Regions from separate parts of the Mus musculus genome. Here region 1 is linked to region 2. Evidence: chromatin contacts called from public HiChIP or PLAC-seq data. All regions are on one chromosome and are shown on one strand. Each heading gives the region's core, a stretch centred on a gene start, on an enhancer-like site or on the middle of the called end of the contact. The rest is flanking DNA. Distances are from core to core; before and after follow the strand shown.

Region 1 (6,900 bases), core at 1,398-3,897, 590 kb after region 2:
GGACTCTCAGACGCTGGCCTGACCTTGTGATAGCACAGAAAACAAGGCCTGTCCGTATGGTTGTCTTCCAGTGTGCGTGCATTTGAGCCTCATAACATTCCTGAGAGCTATTTTAAAGTACTAATTGAAACCAGCACCCTGGAGCCAGACAACCTGGGTTTAAGCCTGGCTCTGTCACTTACTGTATGGTCTGGGGCATGTCCCATACCCTCACTGTGCTTCTCAGTGAGGCTGGGACGATACCTGTGTTGTCGGGCTGTCGGAGCCGTGATTGAGTAGTGAGACGCTGCTTCTGCCTGCCACAGAGCATGGGATCAATAAGACATGATCTCATCGAGGCAGGTGGAGCTGTCCTCTTGCTGATGGCACAGGTGAAGTGGCCTCCTGGCAGTGATCAAGTCAGAGCTGGTCTCCGACTCGGAGTCTGTGCTCCTCTGCTGCTGAGGGAGAAGACCCGGCAGGATGTTTCCTGTGCAGATGGTGTGTTGAACTATGTTTAGAAAAAGAACGCACATAAATAGCATCTCACACAGCCTGGGTTAGCAGTTTGTCAGATGTGAAGCTAAGTGGGTGAATGTCAGTGGCCTACAAGTTCCGTAGCTCCCGGGAGAGACTAGTATAGTATTAAAATTCTCTCTTTCATGGGCCGAGGAGATGGCTGCCGTTAAGAGCACTTGCTGCTCCTGCAGAGGATTCCCTGCAACCATACTGAGTGGCTCACAGCTCCTGTAACTCCAGCTCTTGGGGAATCAGACTCTCTCTTCTGGTTTCAAAGGCATCTATATACACACACGTGGTGTACATACATACAAGCCGTTACATGTATAAATGATAAAGAAAATTTAAATATTATTCCCTTCTCCTGCCCTAAATGAGTTCTGTTAAAGTTGGATTTTGTTATTTTTTAAAAAGGATCATCCTGGCACAGAAATGTTGGCAGCACTGCTGGCTTCCCCCTGATGCCTGCGGTTGCTCAGAACCTCTTCACTATAGTCTCAGCCCAGGTCTCCATAGTTAAAGACCTGGTGATCAAAAGCTGGCAGGCATTGCATCCACATACCTAACGGTGAGGCAGGGCCGACTGGGTGCCTGCCCAGTCTCTGCACTGCCTTACTGTAATGTACAGAATGTGCCCAGGCTTCTGTGCTGTGTTTGTGTGGCTCTGCCCAGTGTCCACGCCGTCAAACACCAGAGCTGGGTCTGGATAGAAAGACCCAGCTGACTGGACGTGGACTCTGGCCTCAGAGTGCCATATGAGTCCCATGCACCAAGCTGCCTACCTCCCAGCATGCGCACTGCTTAGGGCCTGAGAGCCAGCAAGCTGACTCCAGCAGACTAGCAGAAGAACGGGGGACCTGGGTATTAGTAAGGCTTATACAAGCACCCCCACCTACTGGGCCAGGTTGCCCACCCTGGGTCAGACCTGAGCAAGGTCTTGCTGTATAGCCACAGCTCCCCTGGAACTCACTGTGTTCCAGGCCTTGGCCTTGAACTCACAGCCATCCTTAAGTGCCAGGACTGCAGGAGCTCACCAACATGCCTGGCTGAGAAGAGTACTCTCTGCTAATACTTTGAGTGCCCAGCCTGGCAGCTGTACCTGCAAGGTTAAAAAAGACCAGGGCTGACTGGGCGACCTGACCTGACCTGGCAGTGTCTGCTGTTTCCCACCCGTGTTGCCTTCAGCTTGTCTCTTCATAGGCACAAACTTATCCAAGCTCTGTGCTAGTGGGCAGCTTGTTACTGAAGTCTGCTGCGCTGTCCCACAGTGATGGCTGCCAGCGGAGGATGCTTTTGGGGGGGAGGGTAATAGCATAATTAACCCTAATTACTTTTTCCCTCCCACTCATGTTACCGTGGGCCGAGTCTTCTGTTGAGGAAATGCTTAGACACCTTACAGCTTTTCCCTTAGAAGTGAGGTTTGTGTCAGTTAAGCTGCCTGTAGCCACGGAGATCTGGAAAGTTGAACTGACAACAGGATGTCACTGTTTAAGCCAGAGCTTCTCTTCAGAAATTAGTAGTTAGAGGCTTACGTTACATAGTTGTGGCAAGCAGGTCCAGATTTAGTTAAAAGGCAAAGCTGAGTGGCTTTCTGATACAGTGTCACCATCAGTGTGTGTAATGGTCATGTGAGAGCCCATCTGGTGATGCATGGGCCTGAGGTGGGCGCATCCCCAAGTCTCACCCTCCCCGCTGTATGCGGAGGACTAGATGAGGCAGAACCTGTAGCTCATAGTAACTGCCCAAGGCCAGCTATCCAGCTCAGCTCTCAGACCGTGGGTGCTGGAGGCCCTTCACTCCGGTTCCGTGGCTGCTCGTTTGTAGCCGAGGATGTTCACCCCGCCCCTCCTTTCTTGCTCGTGGTATTGTGCCTAGTAAGAAAGAAAGGACATTGAATGAGAAGTTAACAAACCAGTTGGAAAGGCAGAACTGTATGCAGCATTACACAGTGAGGAATATGACTAGTGCGTGTATAATCAGGTGTGGGCTGGGGAACTCTGAATAGGCTCAAAGAATGGCAGTTGTAGACATTCAGGGAAAGGCAAAGGAAAAAGAAAAAAAAAGTTCTGATTTGAGTCATCAGTCCCCACAGAGCTGAAGAGCTTTTAGCTGAACCTTGACGGCAAGGGCGGGGCCGGGAGTGCCCATCCACATTCCAGCAGCAGCCCTGGCTCAGCTTGGCTCTGTGTCTCTCACCATTCTAGGCTGAGCTTATCGGAAGCCTTACCCACAAGCTGGAGAGCCTCCAGGAAGCCAAGGGGAGCCTGCTCACGGACATCAAGCTGAACAATGCCCTGGGAGAGGAGGTGGAGGCTCTGATCAGTGAGCTCTGCAAACCCAACGAGTTTGACAAGTACAAGATGTTCATAGGGGACCTGGACAAGGTGGTCAACCTGCTGCTGTCCCTGTCTGGACGCCTGGCCCGCGTGGAGAACGTCCTCAGAGGCCTTGGTGAAGACGCCAGCAAAGAGGAAAGGGTATGTGGCCTAGCAGGTTACCGTCTGAGCCCTCTGTCCATAGAGACACTTCTCCGGGATGACCATCGCTGTGGGTTGAGAGAGCACCTGCTAGGCAGGATTCAGTGTGGATACTCTGGGCAGATGCACAGGGCCTAGGGCCTCTCCTTCCTCGCAGAGATAAAAACACATTAGACGCTTAAAGGAGAGGAGGACCACAGAACCACTGGGATAAGAGGGCAGAAGTGAGCTTCAGGGAATCTGCACGATGGGCCCAGCCGTGGGCAGGTACGTGGGCACGACTGTGCTGTCCTCCACTGGAGGGACAGTGCTGTTGTGACAGACACTTGGCTTTGCGCTTCATGTGCAGTGTCCTGAATCCCTACCATGCTGCATTAGTGCTTGACCTCTCTAAAAACAAAAATCTCAGTAGAAAGAGGACAGCTGACCCAGTCAGTACCAAACTCAGCGTCTCCACGTGCCATGATGACAGGGGGAGGGGAGGGGAGGGGAGGGGAGGGGAGGGGAGGGGAGGGGAAGGAAGGGAGGTCCATAGGCTTCAGAGCTGCAGTGTTTGATCTGAGCCGCAGTGAGGAGTGTGCGAAGCTTTGATGGCGACAGTGCTAGGAGCTCAGGCTGTGCCTCAGACTTCTCTTCATGGTGAATCAGACACAGCATGTTTAATTCAAGCCTCAGAGTGATTAGGGAAAGAACTGTCAGAGTGGGGATATTGATAAAATTCACCCACTAACTTTGTACTGTTTTCTAGGATTATTATAGAAATCCTATGAGCTAGCTGGGCGTGGTGCTGGCGGTGGTGCTGGCGGCGGCACACACCTTGAATCCCTTGGAGAGGCTGAGGAAGGCAGATTGCTGAGTTCAAGTCCAGCCTTGTCTACATGGCTTTCCAAGCCAGCCAGGGCTACATAGTGAGCCGCCACCTGACTTGTCAGATAGGGGATTTGAGGCAGAGTCACGTGACCCTTTAGCAGTCCTAGGTCAGGTAATTTGTACTGAGGGATGTGTAAGTCACTGCACTTCACGATTGGATTCCATCTTACATTGTCTCACTCATGTTGTCCTGAAAGGTCTGAAAACTATTCAATTCAAAACTCTTTTAAAGTACTTACTGTGGCGTTTACACTGTGTCGGCATATCAGATGCAGGACACATGAAGTATTTCCAGGAAGTCGATGGGCCCCGAAGAGGCGGCAGCTTACTACTGGGCTGGTGTGGGAAACTCTGAAGTACGACACCAACGTCCTTCTTGAACAGAGTTTTACTCATGGATAGAGGCCAAGCAGCAGCCCGGGGTGGCAGGGATGTTGGTTTTGTTAAAGATGAGGAATATATCCCCATTGTTACAGATTGGGAGGCACGGAGTTCAGAGCCCTGCCTGCAGATGGTTTAAAAACCTTTTTTAGCATATATATATATATGTATAAATATGTATATATATGTATATGCATATATATATATGCTAATAGGCAAATACACACACATATATATAAGCTAATAGGCATATATATATATATATATGTGTGTGTATATATATATATATATGCTCCCCATGTGCATTACCAGAAGAGGCCAGAAAAGGGCATGGATTGTCCTGGCCCTGGAGTTGGAGACCATTGTTACTGCCATGTGGGTGCTAGGAATTGAATTCAGATGTTCTACAACAGTCAGTCTGTGCTCCGAACCAGGGCTCCATCTCTCCAGCCCCCTGCAAAGTTTTTATTCAGCAGATGGAGAGGTGGGGCACAAAGTACTCAGAGAACTTGAGGATTGGCTCAGTAAGTGTAGAGCTAAAAAGGGCAGGTTGTTACCACAGCCATTTACCCACCACAGAGTGTTCAACATAAGGAGAGAAAACAGATAGTAATAATGGCTATAGGTACATCCATCCATCCTTCGCACTGTTGAGTAGAGCACTGGTTTGCAGCCCTGTGAGAGGCAGGAGTCTGCCTCCTTGTCTTATGGCTGCCTTACCTGTTCATTTTACCCTGGCAGAGTTCTCTGAACGAGAAAAGGAAGGTTCTGGCTGGCCAGCATGAGGATGCACGGGAGCTCAAGGAGAACCTGGACCGGAGGGAGCGCGTGGTGCTGGATATCCTGGCCAACTACCTGTCCGCCGAGCAGCTGCAGGACTACCAGCACTTCGTGAAGATGAAGTCCACACTCCTCATTGAGCAGCGGAAGCTGGATGACAAGATAAAGCTGGGCCAGGAGCAGGTCAGGTGCCTGCTGGAGTCGCTTCCCTCGGACTTCAGGCCCAAGGCAGGGGCCATCTCCCTCCCTCCAGCCCTCACCGGCCATGGGACTCCTGGGGGGACATCTGTATTCGGTGGTGTTTTCCCAACGTTGACCTCTCCTCTTTAATCGCTCCTGTAAGCCCTGGGCAAAAGCTGCCACTCTCACCACTGTTCAATCTGAAAGCGATTTCACTACAAACTGCGGTTTGAGTTGTGGGTTACTGGGGGCTTCCTGAGTAACAGGAAGAGGCTTTCCAGGAATCTCTCTTGCCTTTCACGGTTGGTCTTCTGCGAGCTTGCACGCTCTGTGGAAGAGAGTCGGTGACCTGCGGCCTGATGGAGGGTGTCTGGCACGGGTTTCCCCAGGCTGAGGCGGCGGAGATGGGTGTGTGGCACCCTCAGGAATGTATCCACAGCGGCCTTCCTTGCTGGTGGGCAGTGCACCCTGATACCAGGGCACAAGTACCAGTCTGCAACACAAAGCCTTAAAAAGACACACACACACACACACACACACACACACACACACACACACACACACGTTAAGAAAACTGTAAAACCCCTGAACGTTTTTGTTATTTATATTTTTAAAAATGAAAAAGATCGTTATGTTTGTGTGCTAACCACTTACTTGATTCTATTTTGTGGTGGATGTAGGCAATTATGTTTGAGCTTTGTATTTCGTGAAAACCTTAATGAAGAATTCCAAAGATAGTCAAATTGAATATGGAGATTTTTGCGGGTTTTTCTTCTGCTCGTTTTGTGTGTATCTGCTGTTGGGTGGCTGTGTGCGCCACAGTAGGTGTGTAGAGTTGTACAGCTTTGTGTGGGTTCCGAGGCCTGACCCTGGGTCATCAGGTTCTCCCATCGCAAGTCTCTTCACCCACTGAGCCCTCTCTCCAGCCCCAGTCAGACGTTAATAAAGATGGGTGGCCATTCTGCACTTGTGCTATGCTGTGAGAGGTCCCAGTTTCCATGGTGATCGGGCCTTGCCACGTTTCTCCAGGAGGACGGCTCAGTGGTGACATCTCGGGGTGTGTTCCTCCTTGACCAGTTTATTCACAAAGACAATAGTTCCCAAGCCTGTGAGAGATGAGTCTAAGCCAGTTCAAAACCGAGTCCGTGCTGCCATCGTAGAGGAAATACACTTACTAAGCGACACAGTCAGGATGGTTTAGTATTTTTTAGAAGCTGGTTTTCCTAAATGTCAGACCTGCAGGTCATGAGAGCTGATTTCTATTGTCAAGTTTCAGTGAAAGCAATTGAGGGGTTCTGTGGTACAAGGTATAAGTCTACTCAAACAAATCAGGATGCCAGCGGGGCTGCAGATGTCCCAGGAGCCAGGCTGGGTACAGCCACTAGAAAAAGTAAGAGTGTCATGTTTTGGGCAGGTGACACACCACAAACTTTCTGCTTGTTGTTGACTTAGAGGCCACCCAGAAGTTTCTTGGCAGCCGTCAGCCAAAGCTCTGTTCTGTGGAGCTTATACACCGTTCAAGTGCTCTGACCCTGACAGGGTTCTTTTCTAATGCTCCGTTCAGAGGGGCCATCGTGACTCAGGAGGCCAGAGAGAAAGCCGTTTAGCAGCCACATTGCACTGCAAAGTTATTCTGGAGTTAATACTGTACGCCCAACTGACACTTCGTTAGATGTGGACCAATCAGAAGCCTGAAACCCATGCCTGTAGGTAA
Region 2 (7,601 bases), core at 2,084-4,583:
TTGACATAGGAGAAAAAATTTTCCACAGAATTAAAAAGAAGTTTCCTTTGCAAATTGGAAGGGTGGCCCTGGGCAGTGAGGCTAGTCTCGTCATTCCTGAGAAAGCTGACCGGAGACATGGTCAAACCAGTAAGGAAGAGGAGGAGGCCCGGCTTGCCACTTCCAGAAGACTTTGAGCTCTCTGACTTTGGACGATTAACCAAAGGGAAGGGCATGTCACAGTTCACACGGATGGCACCAGATGGCACAGGAGGTTGTTCCAGCGTATTCTTAAAGTGAAATCACCATCTCCTGTGGGGGCTGCCTCCCCACCTCTTTTCACTATTTCCCATGGACCTGCTGGCCGCAGGAGGCCTAGGGTTGATCATTTTTTAAAGAAGCCATTCTGAGACGCCATGATATGTTAAAAGAGCGCCTGCTGTGTACCCCTAAGAACAGCTCTGTTTCCCTGCATCCTTATGAGCTTTTAAACCTTCGAGAATGTGTGTGACAGCTCATGACTGTAGTCTCAGAAACTGGGGGGTTATGGCAGGAGGATTGCTGTGAGTTCAAGGCTAGTCTGGACTACATAGTGAGTTCCAGGACATTCTGGGCGATGGTGTGAGACCTCTCTCACCTCCCCACCATCGCCCTCCCATGAATGCAAAAATAATGTTCCCCGAGTCTTGTGACTAATAAAAAGGAAACACTTTTCTAAGATTGAAAAAAATATCATTGCCCCTTGTTCCTCTTAAGTTTTCTGAATCTGACTTAGGTGTGTCACTTATAAAAAAACTAGCAAGTTCAAATCTAGGGCATTTTTTAAAAACAGACCTTAAGGCTGCCGCTGGTGGCTGTGGTGACGGTGTGCACCTTTAATCCCAACACTCGGGAGGTAGAGGCAGGCAGATTGTGAACTGAAGACCAGCCTGGTCTACAAAGCAAGTTCTGTATTTGTACATCATTTATTTGTAGATGTATTCTGTATTTGTAGATCATTTAGGAGAGTGCAGGAACAGAGTGAAAAAAGGCCCTTCTTCCTCCCTGACGGTGACATAACACAGGTGACCTGTAGGGCCGCTGCTGTTACCCTGTGTCACCCTGGAAGTGGAGGGGCTGTGCCCACCATATGCATATGGCCGCTTCTACTTTCCCTTAGAGAGAAAGCACACTGTAAATGCCAAGGAAGGTGTCTTTCAACATCCACTTCTGGTCCTCAGATGACAGATGTGACAGCAGGGCGAGCCGAGGCAGGCAGGGGCTGTTCACTTTCTTACCCGGTTTCCAGCAGCTAAGGAAAAGCCCAGCCTAAGGGTGGGCAGGTGTTCTCTCTGGGCTTCCTGTCAGTAATCCAGTTTCCTGGAAAATGCCACCCTTTACCTCAGTCTAACAAATGTTCATTAATGTTCAAATGTATTGACAGCCCTGGCATTCTTACAGATACGGTCACCAGATTCCTTCTTGTGCACTGCAGATTGGTAACCTTTGGCCTTGTGCGTAGGATTTCTGTTTGCTCTGCAGACAGGTGGAGGAGGGTTCCGATAGGAGGGTCTTTAGGATTTGTTCTGACTTGCTCCCAGCCCGACAGTCTGGTGTCGCAGGAGAAAGGCTTTCTTTGGGAATACCCCTCACCTAGAGATCTCCTGATCTCTCTGTGTAAATATTGGTGTATCTGACCGGGAGTGTCCCACTCATTTCCTGTTTTGAGCTCTTTAAATCACCATCTTATCTTTATGATTTTTTTTTTAATGTGCTCTCTTGCTATGGAGCTCAGGTTGGCCTAATCCTTTCAAATGCTGAGAATATAAGGATATAGCATGTGCCAGCATGCCTCGGTTTTTGCTTATTTTTTTTTAAATAACATCTTTTCATATTCTATAATGAATATTTCTTCTAATTTTATAGCACTGACTCCTCGCCTAGCTTATCCAGGAAAAATGTAAATTACATCCGTGGTTTTAAGTCTCCAGTAGCCACATTTGAAAAGTAAAAGCAACTGAAAATAATTTAAGCAAAATATTTTATGTAACTCAAATCATAAAATCTATTGCCTAATGAACAATAAATAAAGTGAGATTTTATTTATTTTTTGATTAAGTGTTCAAATTGGACCAATCGCATGCCAAAGACTTGGTGCTCATAGGTGCTTATTAACTGCCATACTGGACGGGAGGACCTAGTGAGTGCACGCATTGCATGTTTCGTGTGTCCTGGCTGCCGCGATGCTCACTCTAAAGTAGCTCAGGGTGAAGGACAACAGCAGGAACCATGATTTTGCTTCACAGAGCTGACGTTCCAGGTGGTCCCGAGCCCCCACTATGAGTGCTGAGAACTGAACTCGGGTCCTCTAGAAGAGCAGTTTGTTCTCTTAACCACTGAGCCATCCCTCCAGCCTCCTAAACGCCACGTTCTGTCCTCCCAGTGCTATCGGCCTCTTTTGTTGTTATTTCTCAAGTTGGACTATATTGGCCACCTACTTAAAAGTTTCCCATTGAATTTAAAGGAATATCCCAGGAAATGAGTCTAATTTCTGTCTTTTTTTTTTTTTTTTAAAGTATTATCTGTGTGGTCTACTGAGCTTTCTGTTCCTGTAATAAAACACTATGACTGGAAGAACCTGGGAGGAAAAGGGCTTATTTCCGCTTATAGGTCACAGTCTGACATTGAGGGAAGCCAGGGCAGGAGCTCAAGCAGGCCCTGAAGCAGGACTGTGGAAGAATACTGTTTCTCCTCCCCACTGCCTTGCTTCTCGCTCACTTCAACACACATCCCAAGACTTCTGAGGAATAGTTCTGCCCACAGTGGGGTGGGCCCTCCTCACATGAGCCAGGAATCAAGACAGACCTGACCACAAGGCAGTCTGATGGATGCAGTTCTTCAGTTAGGGTTTCCCTCTTACCAGGTCGCATTAGGCAGTGTCAAGTTGACAATAAAAACTTAGCCACACAGTGTGGTCCATGTGAGCTTTAGCAATGCTTCGAGATGACTTGTTGACTTTAAAACACCAGGGCTGAGGGTGCAGCTCAGAGGTAGAACGCTTGCCTAATGTATCTGTAGGCTCTATGATTGAGTCCCAAAATTCCCTGCATAGTTTCCGGATCTAAAGAGATGAATGCACGTCACCTAAGTATACCGTTAACTCTCCATTCAGTAAGTTTCAGAAATGCACAGGGACCCCCCCCCCCCCACCAAATGTCAGTGCCAAGGTCTTTCCTTCAGTTCAGTTGCGAAACGTGGACCAGAAATGGAAACTCTAACATCTCCTTTTATTAGAAATCAGCGTGATGTAACAGGATCCTGTTTGAGGTTATAGAAGACGGATGACTCACTCCTATGGAAAAGATTGCCAGAAGTCCAGAATAACGTGCCGGGACTGAAGAGAGCGATAGCCAAATGCAGATCCTGTAACCTTATGGCAGTACAACACCTGCTGTTCTTTTCTATAACAACACAGTCATCTTAGAGAGCGTAGTGAATTTTGTTATTGTTAAGACATTACCACTGTGATTTCCTGACATTACAATACTGACCCAGTAGTCAGGAAAACCCTATACACTGTGTTCAGAGTGTCTGTCAGACCCTGAGTAAGACCACAATGAAGGAAACAAATAGAAACTAGAAAGAAATCATAAAAACACAAAAGTCCACGAAAACACAGAAAAAAAATGTGCATTTTTTTTGTTGCCTAAAAGAACCCCAAAATGAGGGTGATTTTTGAAGAAGAAGAAAAAAAAAGTTGTTTCTGAACTTAAGCTTAATCTTCCTATAATTTGACATAGAAAATGTTTTCAAAACCCGCATTCCGCTTATGCTGTCTGGTATCTGAAATAGATCTGTCAGGGGGTCACATTTTATAAGCACCACTTCGTGTTTGATGTGTGCTGTCCCAGACATTACAGCATTGGGCATGCGCACAGGAAGGAGGGGCCGTTGCAGTAGTCCCCACTGTCTGACTGACCACCCCATGCTTGAGAGAACCATTATGAGTCATGGTTCCCTGCCTTGCCAGCAGGGACAGAGTCACAGCTGCGGCTCAGCTCACACACACAGGCTGTGCTGAACGTCTGGTGCTAAAGGGACTCACTTTAGTGTCTGAAAGGGAGAGGGAGAGAGACAGCTTTCAGCTCCCAGAGATCGGAGATTTAAAAAGCTGTTTATTTTGTGTGTTCGCATGTTCACATGTCATTGCGTACACATATATATGCATGCAGAGGGCTGAAGTTGATGCCGATCGTCTTCCTGAATTCCTCCATTTTATTGGTTTAGGTGGGTTTTCTTGCTGAACCCAGAGCATGCCAATTCCGGCTGGTCTAGTTACCCAGCTTGCCCTGAGGATATCCTTAAGGATGCCCTGGCACTGGGACTATGGGAGCTCTGTCACATCGGCCTGGCTTTTATGTGGGTTCTGGGATGTGGACTCCAGACCTCATCTCTGCCAGGCAAATATCTGCTGCATTGAGCCATGACCTCAGCTCCTGATAAACGGGTATTGAGAGTTAGATCTACTGTACCTGTTTACACTGTCTGGTGTCAGCTGTCTCCAGCTTGTTCCTGCCCTTAAGAGACTCTTATTGGCTGTGTTAAATCTACTGTGTGGTTTGCTCTGTTAAGCTGTGGGTGGTTTTGTTGTTGTTGTTTTGTTTTGTTTTGTTTTGTTTTTAACCATAACCCTAAATTGACTGAGTTTGAGCTACAGAGAATTTGAGCTGAATATTTCTCTACCTTCCTAGAAAAAAATTATCAGATATAATAGTAGTCATTGTTTGCTTTTTTTGTTTTAACCCAGGAAAGCACAGTACATCAACATTGTTTTATGTATGATGAGACCCGTTTGTCTAGGGATGTTACTTTTCATGAAATCCACTGCCAAGCTAATTATATTAGTACATAAGTAACCCACGCCAAGCTGTCCACTTATTTCATTTTGAAAATGTATTTTTAGTAATTGTGAGAGAAAGAAAGAAAGAAAGAAAGAAAGAAAGAAAGAAAGAAAGAAAGAGACAAAGACAGACAGAGAGATAGAGAGACAGAGATGTGAGTTTAAAAACTAGTTAATTTGGAGTTTTAGGTAAGTTCAAAAGACCATATGCCAAAACTCAGAACACAGGGCTGGAGCCCTGGAGTAGTAGTTAAGAGCACTGGCTCTTTTGGCTGAACCAAGGACTCGGGTTCAATTCCCAGCACTTCCATGGTGACTCAACCATCTCTGACTCCAGTCTAATACCCTCTTCTGGTCTCTGAGGGCACTGTTGTGCCCTGAGTCCACGGGAAACCCAGACCAGCCCAAGAATTGCGAAATCTGCTGCAATTTGCAAAAGAGTTTTTTATAGTTTCAAGTTCAAACTCTCTCGCTCACCGAGTGAATGCTGGCAAGTGACCCTGAGTCCAGAAAAACACTGGATTTATAGACAGTATAGTTAGGAATCCCCTGAACGTTCACAGAAAAGGGGGGTGGAGGGCTGTAATCATTTGGTGGGATGGAACTGAAGCCCAGAGTGGGGATGGTAAGTGGGTGTCTGTTCAGGGACTAATTTCATGGCCGTCATAACTGTCTGTGACCCAACCTCTGATTACCTTTTCTCCATGATTTAAACTCGAGGCCCAAGTCTCCCTTGAGCTTGTTATTTCTCTAAGGTCTCAAGGACTGGCACCTAGAGAGTTCTGCTGCTTATCAGAAGGAGCGTTGGTTTTTGGAACCGCAAAGGTGAGGAGGATGTCTCACACTGTCTCCTCAGAATGTCCTCATTAAGGGGGAGTTTTATGGGTAGTGCCATTCTAATGATAGGGGAGCAGCCAGGGAAGCGGAGGGAGCCCCAGGCTGCTGCAGGAGGATGCAGCACAGAAACCAGCTGTCTGCATATGGTGCTTGCCTTGGGCTGGAGGGAGCGGGAACGCAGAGGCAAACAGTCTGTACACAACACTGAAGTCTCTCTAGTATCAGTAATTCGGGGGTTATAACAGCACCAGGCACATATGTGGTACACAGACATACATGAGGCAAAACACCCACACGCATGCAATGAAATGGAAAAGCAATTCCAAACACAGGGTGCGTTTGCATTCTGTAACCTTCCTGGCCAGACTGTCCCTCCTTTCTGTGTCCTCCACACTCCTCCAGGAGTTTGCTGTCTTTTGCATGTGTTTGAGCCAGGAACAGTATGTAGTACAAAACAACTTCAGTGTCACCATAAGCTTCAGAGAGAGCATTTTCCTCCCAACAAAGGCGGCTCTATGCACCGCCTTCTGTTGGCCACCCAGAGCGGAACATGACCGCCAGGGCGATGGCGATGATCATGTTAATTTTCCAAGCTGGGAAACAGCATGGCCATTGTTGGGGACTAGAAGCATGCGAGAGGGTAACATTGAGCAGCATTACAAACAACTCGTGGGTTCAGTAACGAGGCAGCCTCGGACAAGGGAGAGGGTCGGGGAAGCAGATGTGGGTGACACCACTCCTGGTCTAGCTGGAGGGTCTTGCTTCAAGGGACGAGTCCTGCATGTGAATATGAGACGAGCCATGTGTGCAAGGTATGATACTGCATTGGACTTCCTGGTATTTTAATAGGCTCTGACTCAAGTAACCAGTTATAGGGAACATTCCTACACATGCGGTTTGCCAGTTTGAACTAAAGGTTAACTAGGCCTCTTCAAACTAAGAGACCCACTCAGAAATGTAACAAAGGAGACTGGAAGGACATTATTGTGGTTGCAATATTTTATTATATTCAACTTAATTGGCTTTTGCATTCAAGACATGAATAACTTTTTTAATACTTAGAGAAGCTATGAGTTTAGTGGGTTTTTTTTTTTTTGAGTCTTATTTCTTTTCAAATAAAGTAAATAAGAGTTCTGTCATTTCCCTGCTTCCTGTTCTGCCCGAGACCCACACATTGTTTTCTTCCTGTGGTCCCAGCTTCCTAGCTTTTGGTTTTAATGCCTAGAGAAGTGAGTAGTGGAGGTGTGACCAGAGAATGATCTCCTTCCAGGTTTGTTGCCCACCTCTGACCTTACATCTGTACCTGTTGGTGACTGGGTAGCAAGGCAGATGGATGGATGGATGGATGAATGGATGGGTGTATGGGGACCCAGATCATGGCTGTGGCTTGTTTGCTGACTGCAGTATGCCGTAGAGTGCACACTGTGTCTCCAGTTCCACAGTATTTCAGTAAGAAAGAACATATCTTCTTTTTAAAGAAGAAAGCAAGGATTCAAACATGTGCACAATGCTATCTTAGCCACTTAAAACAACTTATAAGAAGCAGGGTCGGTAGCAGAGGTGAACAGCACAGGAGAATTCCTTCCTTTTCTGTTGCAATAGGAAGGAAGGGAGACCTCAAAGGCCTGACCATAACTCAAATGCCGAGGCCTCCCTGACAAAGGAAGATTAGAGCAGGAGGCTGAGTGTATTCTCATCGGTCATGTTTACCTTCTGTGTCCCCACCTTGACCAGCAGTAGCAACTCTCAGATCAGCCAGTGCATGTCCCACAGACAAAGGAAAAGGTGACAGACCTGGTTTTGACACTTGGCTGAGATGGACAGGAGCTGATGTCAGTCAGCCAGAGCTGATGTCTAATGCAGCAGGAATCTGCATCAGATGGAGGCCAGGCAATCTTCCATAGCC

The links. HiChIP or PLAC-seq counts read pairs in DNA pulled down with a chosen protein or histone mark.
Region 1: a contact with region 2 is called in a FOXA1 HiChIP or PLAC-seq map of pancreatic cancer cells. The contact joins two enhancer-like sites. A contact is called at or near these places in 2 of 115 datasets of contacts at active chromatin or transcription factors (memory CD8 T cells and pancreatic cancer cells).

The regions. Positions count from the first base shown.
Region 1 is chr5:92,959,389-92,966,288 of GRCm38.p6, forward strand. Shroom3 (shroom family member 3) reads left to right here. Exons shown (of 11, transcript NM_015756.2): 10 at 2,703-2,975; 11 at 4,968-6,371. The coding sequence ends at 5,336. Among named protein-coding and RNA genes, the nearest start is that of Gm36764, 46 kb to the right of the region's middle. Within about 2 kb of position 2,648, at least 91 of the 459 cell types and tissues checked have an H3K27ac peak or open chromatin away from gene starts, as enhancers often do. A contact at or near this core is called in pancreatic cancer cells, where this site is marked.
Region 2 is chr5:92,365,313-92,372,913 of GRCm38.p6, forward strand. It overlaps a transcript of Art3 not described here and the pseudogene Gm2673. Among named protein-coding and RNA genes, the nearest start is that of Art3, 18 kb to the right of the region's middle. Within about 2 kb of position 3,334, at least 64 of the 459 cell types and tissues checked have an H3K27ac peak or open chromatin away from gene starts, as enhancers often do. A contact at or near this core is called in pancreatic cancer cells, where this site is marked.